Linked DNA regions of Mus musculus: all the other regions are linked to region 1. The links are chromatin contacts, called in public HiChIP or PLAC-seq maps. All regions are on one chromosome and are shown on one strand. The core of a region is the stretch at or near the end of the contact, and the rest is flanking DNA. Distances in the headings are between cores, read along the strand shown. Region 1 has its middle 16 kb from the start of Gm39919. Region 2 has its middle 410 kb from the start of Gm39919. Region 3 has its middle 320 kb from the start of Gm39919.

Region 1 (4,468 bases), core at 636-3,135:
CAGAGCTGCCCCAGAATTAAAAGTCACATCACATCTGGAGCATTTGGAAAATAAGAAATGCAGGGAGATGCAGGGAGTGGGTGAAACCCTGAACAAATGTGTGGAGGACATGGGTCCATACATGGCAAAGCCCCTGATGCCCCAGGCCTATTCTAACAGCAAAGCATTCCTTGTGTCAGGCTCAAGGAGTTGGCCACACCTTTCTCTGGTCTACCTACAGATCTGAACAGTGTGTGCAAAAACTAACTACTGCAGCTTTCTCTCCTGGATGACGACGACATAGGATGCTGCTCCCTACGGAGACTCCTCGGGAAGAGGAACCGAGCTCCCTCATTGTGCTGTACTTAACAACCACACTGAGGGGCCAGGCTGTTGTGAGGAAGGTGCCCTCCTCCGCTAGAGAGCACAACTGCCTGCTGACCTCTAGTACTGCCCTAGCATTCTCCTTCTCTTCAGAAGCAGAAACATATTTACTAGACAGAATATAGTCTTTGGTACAGCTCTTAATTGTCTTTAGGGCTACAGTGTATAGTCAAAATAATGTTTTGCAAAATTAATTATATTCTGAGTGGCCTCATCAGCCTGGTTGTCCCAGCAATCGCTATGGTAATTAGAACTACTTGTTATTATTGGTTAAGGAAAGATTGTAAATATACATTTTTTTTTCTGGGAAGATTGGAGACTATACCACAGTTTTCATTTTTAATTGGATATTTTATTTATTTACATTTCAAATGTTATCCCCTTCCCTGGTTTCCCCTCTGCAAACTCCCCTATCCTATCCCCCCTTACACTGCTTCTATGAGGGTGCTCCCCCACCAACCTATCCACTCCTCCCTCACTGCCCTAGCTTTCCTCTACACTGGGGCATCAAGCCTTCACAGGACAAAGGGCCTTCCCTCCCATTGATGCCAGATAAGGCCCCTTCAGCTCCTTCAGTTCTTCCCCTAACTCTTCCACTGGGGTTCCTGTGCTCAGTCCGATGGTTGGTTGCAAGCATCTGCCTCTGTATTGGTCAGGATCTGGCAGAGCCTCTCAGGAGATAGCTGTAATTTGTCCAGCTTTCCTTTCCTTTTTTTTTTTTTTTTTAATTTAACTTACATGAGGATGACATCATATTGCTGTGTGTTCAAGTGAAAACTGGAAGTTTTGATCTTGTGGTGCTTTCAGAAAGAGGTTGTCCTTTAAAAAAAAAAACAAAACAGAGCTACTACCAAATCTTTAGGAAAAGGAGCATAGATACCCTGGGTTCCCATAGGGCGGAGTTTATGCCCATCCATATTTTGGTTTTAGACATGCCTGGCACCAGTGCATATGCCTCTCTCCCCTGCCTTGTGAGTCCTCAGGCTGCCAAAAACTCAGTCAACTTAGCTGTGCCTCTCCATCAGCTTTGGTAACTCTCCAAGCTTTCTTAAGTTAAAATAAAGAAAATGGTAATTGAGTGAATTCAGTTCTGCCTTGACCTTCCATGAACTCGGTTTTCTTTGTAGGTGTTTTACCATTCGCTGTGCATCTGCGTTCAACTTCTTAACTACTGTGCAGCTTTAGGCAAGAATTTCTAAGAAGCCAGGAGAATCAAAGTGAGTGATTCTAAATCAGGCTGCACCGAGTTCATTGGAAGAGTGATTTACAGATGTGTTCAGATTTCCAAGATGGGCAGTGCATACCCACAAGGACAGATCTTCTTTGTGCAGTGGCCTAACTGTCACTCATAAAACACACAGCACTGTACTATCGCTAGGACCGTTCGGAACACCTGACAACTGTTGAACAAACACAGCAATTCATTAGAACCTCGGGAAGTTTTCTCTCGAGCAGTGTGAATAGGCTCGCTTAAGCTCCAGGACAGAATGCTAATGCAGCCAGCCTGTGATCAAAGTGGACTGGCATGCGCGGTTAGGACAAGGCATAACTCCACACTGGTGTTTCTGTTTGATTCTTTTGTTCATGGAGAACAGCACTGCCAGCGGAAGCAAGCGTGCACTCACAGGGGGCCACTGACAATTCCCAACAAGCGAATCAGGCAAGGCCAAGAAGTGTTCTGAGAGCTTGATGTATCCAAAGACAGTTTTGTTCTGATTTTCTTCTTCTTCTTCTTCTCCTGTAACTCAGGCCTCGCCATAATGTATTTTCATTACCCTGTGCAGACTGACTGGCCAGACAGCCACAGTCCCTCCCCATAGCCTGCAGAAGTAACCCTGGAAGCTGGCAAACACTCGGGGGCCTTTGATTGCTAGAGACAGGTTAAAAGCACTTACTCTGGGTTCACTGTAGCAGTGTGGTTGTGGAGGTCCTTGCTTTCCCTGTTTGATAACCAAGCAATGCTCCTGTCCCATGACATGTCACACATGTAATTTGTTTTTGTGCCCATCCTCCTCCCATCTCTGAGCTGGAATTAACAGTCCCCATAGACTCTGCTGTTACTATATTCAGACACAGCTATAATGGCTTTGAAGGGGAGCTTAATTCTGGTTTTCTTAATGCTCATCTTGTTTAAGATGACAAAGTAAGCTTAAATTACAAATTAACTCCTTCCTCAACATCCCTGATTGCTGTTACACCTGCAATGTGGAACTTTACTGTGACAATATACTGTAATAATAAAATCATGCTTTGAAAAGATATAGCTAGTGAAATTAAATATAATATTATACACTTGTGTGATCTCCATGAAACTATGTATATATTCATTTTTATTTCAAATGTTAATTAGTGGAAATCAGAGTCCAAAAATTCACCCAAGCATGCCTGGTCAATCACAAAAAGATTCAGGGCTAGTCAATAAAATGAAAATAATATGCTTAAGAAAGAATTGGAGACCACTTACACGCTTATGTACTAAAAATTAATTTTAAAAACTGGTATTAGTAGAACACCATATGAGGTTGCCTGCTATCCTCTCTATGTTCACATACTCACACATGCATGCACAAACCTGAACACACACAAGCATAAAATTGAATGAGGGAAAAAATATCACAACCTTTGATATGGTAGAGGATTTTTATCCTTCACCTGGGGATACAGAGCACAGACTTTACTTGGCAGATGGGACTTTGTAAAATAATATCCCATCTTGAAAGAGTGCTCTTTAGAAAATGAAGAAAAAAGTCATACCTGAGACAAAATATTCCAAAATAGTATTAAATGAACTCTTGAAAATCAAATAATAAATACATCTTGTAAAATATAAGCAGAAGCATCTAACAGAAACTACACTGCAGATCAGTGCAGTTGAAGGAGTGCCTGGAAACAGGGTGTTCAACCCCTGGTGCCTGTGGAAATAACAGTTGTAACTACAACAAAATGTCACTAAGTAACTATAGGAAGGGCTCACATTTAAGTAAAAAGGAACAAGCCTGAGAAAAGCTGGCAAAGATGAAATGGAACCAGTTTTTTAAATTGCTGTTGGAATTCAAAATATCATGAATTGCTTGGAAAGAAATCTAGCAATAACTTTAAAGTGAATTCACTTGGCCTGCCCAGAAGCCAGAGGCAAACCCACCATAGATATTAACCAGAGAAACAAAAAAGACATATCTCAACACAGACACTTACATATGAGTTATGTTAGAAACTTTATTCTTTATCACCAAGAAGGGAAATGCAGCTGTGCCTGTCAGCTGGCAATCAGTTTGCTTGATTATAATGCATCCACACAGTGCAAGCCTGCCCAGTGATAAATAGCAAAGTCACAGGAAAAAGAAATAGATTCACAAGCATTATGGTAAAATCTCTGAGACTCCCCTTCAGTGTTACCATCCCACACACACACACACACACACACACACACAAGTGCACACATTTGCCCCAGCTTACATGAATCCTGTAGAAGGAAACTTTGATGAAAGAAGTCAGGAAAATGGCTGCCATTGGCTGGACTGAGGAAGGTAAAGTAGCCCATGAGAAAGGCAAAGCTTGTGGGGCATTCTGGATCAAGACTAGAATGGCACTTCTATAACAGATGACTGTGAGAATTCCCAAAAATATGCCTGGAAATCATAGATTTTACTTTATGAAAATTACATTTGAATAAAATGTCAATAATACTTCCAGGGGCACAACATTTTCCTACTTGTTGTTTTTGCATTATAATGGAAGTGTTATAACACTGAAGTATTCCAAAGCTGCTTTGCTCTCCAGATCCTATAACGACTTGATAAAGACAGAATCTGAAGCAGGTTTATTGTGCTGACCGCTAGACTGATGATGCTGTTTTCATAGATGGAAAGAGTAAAGGAAAACATGGTGAGGTTTGTGTCTGGTGTTTCAAAGCACATGTACACTAGGATGTAGGAAAGCAGGCTCCAGAAGAGTCTATCTGAAGCTCCTGTGCTCCATTCCAGACTGGTCCTTTTCTGCACTTCTCACTTGAAACCAGTAGCTGCACACTACTCTAATTTTTTAAAACACAAAATCTAGACAGAATGTAATTGTTCAATTTTTAAAATAAGAAAACATGGAGCTG
Region 2 (4,468 bases), core at 877-3,376, 430 kb before region 1:
TCTGTTAGGCTCAGAATACATGGTCCCATGATCCAGTGTTCTTTCTTAGAATTCCTCAGCTTGTGTTTCTGTTCACTTGTGTCTTGTATCTTCAACACTGCATGGAAACTTTTTAATTCCCTAACCCATCTCCCACCCTAACCATTTCTTTTGCCAGGATCTTTTCCTGACATTGCAGTGGGTGATACATTTGTGTCTTTTCTGATGTCATAGTCTGTGTTCCTTTTTTCTAAGATACCAGCTTTTAGGAACTGGTAAATCCACCTGTCTAACTCTCCCAGTGCTGTCTACTCTCTAGTGCCTTGTCGCTTGTGTTACCCAGGTATCTGACACAGTTCCTGGTGTAGAATAGGTTTTCCATAACAATTTGCTGAATAAATGACCCCTAACTCTGAGCCTCCGCTCTGTCCCATTTCCTGTAATTCCGCTGCATGCTGAGCTTCCCTAATTGTTTCCAGCTAGTACCTTCATTTCAATACACTGCAAACTAAGCTCAACTTCCTCCAAGTCTCCAGACTTTCTTGTCTCTCCATGGCAACACTATTGTTCCAATCCCTGGGGCTCCAAACTCTGGCATCCTCTCTGACTCTTCTCCCTCCTTCACCAGGCATATCCAATGAACTGTCAAACCAGTAGATTCTGCTCTCACAAAATCTCCAATTGGTTTCTTCTTTTATTGCCTCCTCTGCTATAACCCCAAAGTAGATTTGTTATATTTTAACTAGATGATGAAAATACTGAGTCTCATGAATTTGTTCCCAATGTCTTTCTACTATGTCCACTATTAGTATTTGAAGTGTATTGTTTTAATTATGTCATCTCTTTCTTAGAAATCTACAAAGACTCAATAGTGATGGGCAGTCTCTGCCAATGGGCTGGCCCTCTGCCCACTTTCCTTCCTTCTTATATGGAAATCCTCCTCATGTATTTAGATCATCACAGACAATCCAGCGTTCCCAACTGTGCCAAAGGAAATATAATTTCTTCTATTTTATTTCCCTCACATAGTTCTGCACGGTACAATGTCACTGGTCAGTTCTTGATCTTTACTATGGCGGTGTGACTCTGACTATAAATGATGTTTTTGATAAATTTATTGAAGTTACAAGTGATAGGCTAGTGCTTTGTTGTTAATCCATCTTAGCACTAATAGTCAATTCTCCCTCATATTAGCAGAAAACCACCATCAAGAGATGGAAATGGAACAAGGCATATTGAAGTAAACAACCAGCTAGAAACAGAAATGCCCAGTATGCAACTGAATGACAGGAAGTAGAGCTAAGATGTCGAGTGCACACACACACACTCACACACACACACACACACACACACACACACACACACACACACACACACACATACCTTATAATGATCACAGCCTCATATACTCAGTTTCTCCCTAAAGACAAAGAGGCACTTGGCTCTGCTTTTCTAATTCCTCTACATATACTTGCTCAGGAAACAGACACTAACACATCAATCATAGATTCTCTTTTACATTCTCATAGCATTTCAGATACATATTTATTCCACTTCACATTCATAACGCTGGTCTGACTAAAACCAGAGGCACTGCAGGGTTAGTAGCTTGCTCTCCTTCCTCTGTGAGGCACTCTCCCAGAACTGTACACTTAGCAGAGTCCACTTCCAGCTATCAGCTGTGCCGTTGTTTCCTGAGGGTTTCAGACAACCACTGGGCAGCTCCGGAAATCTCTGTCCTTTCCAGGTAGGGTTCATATTCACATTTCCAGATTAAGCTGCCAGCCCCTCTGGGTCTTCAGAATGATAGGAGCTGGCCTTGGTCTGAACAAAAGGAACTTCATGCCTGACTTGTTCCCCTGGGAGAGCAAACACAGCCATGTTTACCCTCACCAGGGCACATTGGAAAGCTGAAGAAGGATCAGGCGTATTCACCCCTTTCCTGTTTTAGAGTAATGGGGAGCCCAGCTGGGGTGGTTACTGGACTCACAAAGAAACAGGCAAAATTTTGGCAAGTCACTGCGAGGCTTAGCAACAAAATTCACTTCCCCCATCTTCTTTCCCATCCATTTGGAATGAAGCTTGCCTCCAAACAGCATGAAACCCCTGGGAACTTCTTGTACCCTTTCAACAAATCAGCTGGATGAAGGGCGATGACTCAGTCTCCTTTGCCCTCCAAAGTCAGTGCCAGCTCTGGCTAAGCAGCAGTCCTAGCCTCATAAAGGGAACTATTTACCTCAGGTTCCCTCCCAGACTCCAGTTGGTCTCGCTGATGCTTCAAGGAGCATCAAAGAGGGTGTGTGTACTGGGTTTCATTACCCTTCAGCAAATATCTTTCTGATGGCCTGTTTGTGGAAATGTGCCCATTTACAGATGGGTGTCTCTTGCCAAGAAGAAAAGCTCAATGCAAATGAAAGAAGGCTCCTTCTTCTTCCCTCTTTAGTAATTATTTTTGTTTTGGGGGTGATGCAGGAAGTAAATGAAGATCAGCTCTGCCTGGTTAAAAACTGGTTCTGTTGACTCTTAGCCCTCAAAGTCTGCTAATTAAGTTGAAAAGCGCTACTCTACTCATGTAAAAAATCCATAAGTGAACACACACACTCAACAAACATACCACACACATATAGACACGTGGACACACACAAACACACAGACTCACATACACATGAAGACACCCACACCATACATACATACATACACACACACACACACACACACACACACTGGTTTATCTATTTGAAAACAAAATTGTCTGTTAACACTGTGTTGGTCTGCTCTGTAACTTATTCTGAGTCATATTAGAACAACAGGGCTGCAAGCAAATTGAGACCCAGAGCCACGACCTCACATGATGGGTGAGAGGAAAGAAGCCTCTGGCTATCATGCTGCCTCTTTTTTGTCTCAAAAGGAGAAGCCGTGTGATCCTGCTCATAGAAAATGAACCACGAGGTCAGAGGTCAGAGGTTATTAGTCTATCCAGCTTTATAACCTATAGCTGATAATTACTATGAATAGAGAAGCTAGAGAGAGGACCCCAGTCTTGCTCATCTCTCTCAGAGTTTAATTTCCTTACTACTGTGTTCAATCCGCCAACATTGCTTCTTCAGTGTTTCCATTATTTATCCTTCCCCATTTCACCCCTTCTCCCACTGTCATCCCAGCTCTTGTTTACCCTAGTCATATTATTACTATTTTATTTGTTTCAGCCAGTCCTTGTTCTCTGAAGAAACAATTAGTAAAGACTGGCTTATTGACAGATGCCTACTTCCTTGAAGAAAAGCTGAATTAAATTGTAGAGACAAATCCTTGCATTCCTATAAGTTTTTATGTTACAGGTTATAGTTTAATTTCATTTATTTTTGTTACTGTGTTTTAATTTGGCTCTTAGAGGAAAACAGCAAAGAGAAATAATATAGTTTTCATATTTATTTCCAATTTCTTGCTTTATATTTTATTTACAATTTTAAAATTTGGATGGATTTTTTTTCACACTCTGACCCGTCCAGCAGGTCCAGTTATTCGAGGATCTCGAGGGGACCTCCTCCTAAGAACCAAATGGGGGGTAGAGAGAGACGAGGGTCTTGTACGAATAACGACACGGAAACCGTTCTGAAGTTGTATCAAGACCCCCAAAATGTATTAGCCAGGTCCAAGGTTTAAATGCACAAGCAAAGGGGGAAGTACAGATACTTATCAGTGGGAGGGGTAGGGCAATACAAGCAAAAGGAGAAGTATTTATCAGTGGGAGGGGGCAATAGAATTGCACATTCTTAGGCAGTTACACGGGGAAGCAGGAACTTGGTGGTATCAGGGTGTGGTCAGGACACCGGTGATGACCCAGGGCTGGAACATCCCGTAGTTCTTGGAATCCATGTGTCGGTGGCCCGCTTTTGACCCTCTTTTCTTCTCGGGGGGAGAGGCCCAATTCAGAGATCAGGACAATAGCGTTGCCTTAATGGCTCCCAACAACACTCTTCTATGTTTCTCAACAAATTAAAAATAAAATGGATGCCAGTACAGACCTCTTAGATATTTCGAAGATGCATTTCTGAATATTAATGGAAAGATATCCATCTCTGGTTTTAAAGCAGCACAAAGATGAAATGGAACAACTAACTTAACAGACTGCCAATGTACTCTGAGAAGAATGAATGAGTCTGGAACAGGACTGAAGCATGAAGACATTGCAGAATGTATTTGTGGGTAAGCGATTACTCCTCCAAATCCATCCAGAGGTCCTCTCCTCGCTCTGACTATCAGGAGTATGGAGCACTGGATGTAGTTCTGTGTCTGTGTAGAGAGTTGTACCTCATTCCCCAACCCCCACATTTCTGGTACAGGTAAGTCTTCATTCTGGGTGTGCCACGGAGCCAGTGTCTGAATGGAATTAGGAAGGGCCCTGGTGACAAGGCTCAGAGTGCATTTCACTGGAACCTATGCTATATCAATCACAAGGGAGCCTGCTTGGTTCTGTCCTATGCTTTCTGAA
Region 3 (4,468 bases), core at 1,296-3,795, 340 kb before region 1:
GAAATGTCTACAGTCCCACAAAGGAGGTACATTTTAAATGACTTCATGTTAGGTTGCTGTTTTGAATACATTTACTAACATCTTTAAAAGCAGGGTTGTGGTCATTTTTCTCACCCCCCAACCCCCCAGTCTTCACATTAATGTTCTCTCCTTTTCTGTTAGATAGGTGAGTGAAGTCAGTCTCATTCATCAGTGATATATATGATATGATGCAGGATGGTCCATAGTCCTTTCTTTTGTTGACATTTATATCCACCATTCCTGGTTCCTGGATTTTCTTACAATGCTGAGGTGCTTATGATGGTCTCAGAGCAACAACAACCAGATTTTCCTACCCTGGTAGCAGTCTACAAAAATTTTGCCTTCTAGACTCCATATTTGGGATCAAATAAAAACCCCACTCTAGTTGTCAAGTAAGCATCAGCCAGTGGTTAAAGGGCCTTGTGCCTGCAGGAAATACAGCACAACACTCTCTGAGCCATCTTTCACTGGATGCTACCCAGTTTCCATCAGGAACCAAGCTTACTGTTTGCCCTTGCAGATTCTTATCTGGGTATTAGCTGATAAGTATGTGCAAAGCTTGTCTGTCACTCAGAGAAAGTCTTTTATTTATGATTTACTACTATTTATTACTAAAATTAGTAAATAGTATCATTTTTCATTAGTAATTAAGGTTCAAACAGTGATGTGCAATACAACCTAATTTTCTCTCTAACTTGAAGTCTTTCAGGCACACATTCGCACATTCTTGTGTGTGTGTGTATTGTGTGTGTGTGTGCAAGTGTATCTGTATCTGTATGTGTATCTATGTGTGTGTGTGTGTATGTGTGTGTGCATGCATTTGAGAGAGAGAGAGAAAGAGAGAGAGAGCAAGAGAGAGGGAAAGAAGGAGAGAGTATAAGAATACTCCAGACCTACTTTATTATTAGGCGACCATACTCATTAAAAGACACATGGTATGTTTTTCTTTCTTTCTTTATTTATTTATTTTTATTTTTATTTATCATTTTATTCATTTACATTTCAAATGTTATCCCCCCACTACCCCTCCACCAGCTCCCCATTCCCTTCTTCTCCCCCTCCCCTTTGCCTCTATGAGGGTGCTTCTCCCCATTCACCCACTCCTGCGTTACCCCTCTAGCATCCCCTTGACTTCTCATCCAGTCTTTTCACTTTGTCCTGTAATTGTATTCATGTGGTGGGGAAAGGGCCAGGATTTCTGGAGGACATGATAGATCATTTCCTTAGATACTCAGCATATGCAAAGCTCACCTTTCTCTCAGATTTGACTCCCCATATTGCTTTGATACGTCAGCCAGAGATAAAATAAGTTACTCTCTAGCATTCCCTTTTACCGGTATGAAAATAAAAGAACAAATTGACTGAGGGAACAAAGCAGACATGGCCACCTTTGATCTTTGACTTTCTTGTAGGAAATCACATTTTCACATTTACTGTGTTTTCCTATTATCGCTCGCGTTCTGCTCTCAGCGAGCATGCACCAGCGGTATTCTTTGAAGTTCATAATTTCACAGCAGTTACACCCAGGAACTTCTGAAAGAGGTCAATATAGATCGGCCTGGATGCTATTATCTGTGAGGCTAAAAGTGGTTTGATGCTAATGTCGAGCAGGTAAGAGGCACAGGGGAGCCAATGGTGAAGATTATAAAAAGTAGCTTAATTCTGTAAGAAGACTGTCCTCTTACAAGCAATATATTGGTAATTTTATAATAACATATATAACACAGAAGCTTTGTTTAAGATAAATTTTAAGCACACCATACTTTCTACATTAAAACCAATATTTAAAATTACTCCCTGGGATGTTTTATGAATAATCAACTAGGAGATCATCGCTCGATTGGGCCTGTGTGTATTTCAGTGCAATGCCCTTCTTTATTATTAGTTTTGAAGGTGGGCTTTTGATACAAAAAGGGTCCTGAGATCTTAACCACCTTGGGCATGTCTATGCTGACCTGACCATTTCCAAAGCATGAAACTCCCAGTACTGAAATGCACCGAGCATGGAAGGCCCCCCTTGGAAGTTGTTAAGTTTGCTTAATCAGCATTTATAAATAGTTCTGCTTCTGTGCAGAGCTGGTGCTAAATGAGAAACAAATAAGCAAAAAGATGGATGAAATACAGCAATTAGATGCATAAAGAAACGACGTTTTTGCAGTTTAAACTTTGCTTTTAACTGTAAGCATTAGAATCTTGAGTTGGTTATGATTGTAATGCTGCGTTGGGAAGAAAATATCAAATACAAAGTGATCCCCAACCTCTTACTATGTGTCTGTGGCTAGTCATCTATGGAATGCTTAAAATGCAAGTTGTATAGACACTTTAAAAGAGAATTCATTGTGCCAAAATTGACAGAGGGCAGGAGAAAACTTACAAGCTGTCCTGTGGCCAATTCAAAAAAGTAATTAATTGCAGCTACTGTTTTGCAGCAAGCTGGGGAAATGTCACCAAATACAGAAATCTCCAGAAGGAATGACAAGCCCTTCCTGTGAGTCCCTCAGCCTAAACCAAAATGACACGGCCACATTGTGACTGCTGTAGGTAATGAGACTCTGTAAGATTATTATAAATAGGCTGTATAATTAATGCTGTACAGTTCAGTGAGCATTTTGTGGTTTTTTTTTTTTGAATTTGGAGTATGCCCCAATGGCTCAACAAAACAGTCACTGTCCCTAAATCAGGCAAACTTTCTTTGGCTTCAGAAACTGCTGCCAAATGCTCTGACTGTCAATTACTTCTAAAGACAAACGTTAAAAAGAATTAATGCATTAGCTCTAAGGAAAGGCATTTCCTAGAATAGAGTCCTACCAGGTGCTGAGAGATACCACTCACTCAAAGTACACATCTCATTTCATTTGCATAGGAGAGCTACTAGTACTCTTTTTCATAAAGGAGAAACTGAGGCTTGGGGAGGGAACTTGACTAGTGGCTGTAGACTGCATGTTCTATTTGAACTTGGGTTTGCATCATTAAACTGACCTCTGAGAGGCTCCATCCAAGCAGCCTACTGAAAATGATACAGAGATCCACAGCCAAACATTGTTCAGAGCTCAGCAAGTGTTGTGGAAAAGTTGGGCTTAGGACTGAGGGACCCAGAGGGAATAGGAACTCCACAGGAAGACCAACAGAGTCAACTAACCTGGACTTCCAGACATTGAACCATTGACCAAAGAGCATACACGGGCTAGACTTAGCCCCTCCCCACATATGTAGCAGATGTGCAGCTTGATCTTCATGTGGCTCCCCAACAATTGAAGTGGGGGCTGTTCTTGAATCTGTTGCCGGTCTGTGGATGCTGTTCCCCTAATTGAGCTGCCTTTTTGATCTCATTGGGAAAGGATGTGCCTAGTCCTGAGGAGACTTGATGTGCCAGAGTGGCATGATTCTCAGGGAATGCCTCCCACTTCTCAGAGGAGAAGGGGAAGGAAGATGAGGGAAGGAGCTGTGTGTGTGTGGGGGGGGGGAGCAGGAGGAGGAAGGAGGCTATGATCAGGATGTAAAAACTGTAAAAATGAATAATAAATAAAGTAATGAAGAAATCTTAGTTTTCTTAATTTTGCCATTCTTTTTGTCCTATTTCCCACAGTGTATGGAAGCATCATAGTGATTTTTTTTCTTTTGTGGTTGTTTTTGGGGTGACATTTCTATGACTTCAATGAAACACATGTATCCACTATGAAGAGACAGGGGAAGGCAGGCACTACCAAAGGCAGCACATGTTGATATGAGATATTATTAATGGATGAGAGTCAGGCACCATCCATCACTCTGTGTTTGCATTTGCAAAGGTGAACTCATAAATATCCCAAAGTTTTCATTTGCTTTTGGCTATGATTAAAAACACAGGGATTGAAATGCAATAGGAATACCCCAGATTGTAAAATGATAAGAAATGGGGAGAATGCAAACATTCTACTATCCCTGTGCTTGGAATAATGTTTGCAAAGGTAGGCACACAGACCTCTGCATTAGGAAGCAAATGAGATTCCAGCCCTGGTACTGCATCAGTGCCAAAGGTGTCTTTAAAACCTAGATAGCACTAAGATCTATGCCTTAGCAGAGAGAAACGGCTGGAAAGTAGGCCAGGATTCTGAAGCACACCTTTGGTGTCAGCCATCATTTAAAAGGATGTAACAGGGAGAGCCAGGTACAACTGCTTCATTGTTAAAGGCATTTCTTTTGCTTCAGCATAGTGGTAAAAATAAGAACTTTGCATTGCTAGAGAAGCTTTCTCTCCTCAAGGTATCTCTCTCTCTATCTTTTTTTTTTTTTTAGATATTTTCTTTATTTACATGTTAAATGTTGTCCCCTGTTCTGGTTTCCCCTCAGAAAAACCCTTATCTCATCTTCCCTCGACCAGCTCCCCAACCCACCCACTCCTGCTTCCTTTCCTTGCATTCCCCTACACTGGGGCATCAAGCCTTCTCAGGACCAAGGGTCTCTCTTC

The links. HiChIP or PLAC-seq counts read pairs in DNA pulled down with a chosen protein or histone mark.
Region 2: an H3K27ac HiChIP or PLAC-seq map of neural progenitor cells shows a contact between it and region 1, with 16 times the contacts expected there. The contact joins two enhancer-like sites. A contact is called at or near these places in 2 of 484 Hi-C or Micro-C datasets (neural progenitor cells and stem cell-derived neural progenitor cells) and 2 of 115 datasets of contacts at active chromatin or transcription factors (astrocytes and neural progenitor cells).
Region 3: a contact with region 1 is called in an H3K27ac HiChIP or PLAC-seq map of neural progenitor cells, with 5 times the contacts expected there. The contact joins two enhancer-like sites.

What each region holds. Positions count from the first base shown.
Region 1 is chr2:123,811,951-123,816,418 of GRCm38.p6, forward strand. No RefSeq gene overlaps it. Among named protein-coding and RNA genes, the nearest start is that of Gm39919, 16 kb to the left of the region's middle. Within about 2 kb of position 1,886, at least 55 of the 459 cell types and tissues checked have an H3K27ac peak or open chromatin away from gene starts, as enhancers often do. A contact at or near this core is called in astrocytes and neural progenitor cells, where this site is marked.
Region 2 is chr2:123,385,330-123,389,797 of GRCm38.p6, forward strand. No RefSeq gene overlaps it. Among named protein-coding and RNA genes, the nearest start is that of Gm39919, 410 kb to the right of the region's middle. Within about 2 kb of position 2,127, at least 27 of the 459 cell types and tissues checked have an H3K27ac peak or open chromatin away from gene starts, as enhancers often do. A contact at or near this core is called in astrocytes and neural progenitor cells, where this site is marked.
Region 3 is chr2:123,471,441-123,475,908 of GRCm38.p6, forward strand. No RefSeq gene overlaps it. Among named protein-coding and RNA genes, the nearest start is that of Gm39919, 320 kb to the right of the region's middle. Within about 2 kb of position 2,546, at least 9 of the 459 cell types and tissues checked have an H3K27ac peak or open chromatin away from gene starts, as enhancers often do. A contact at or near this core is called in neural progenitor cells, where this site is marked.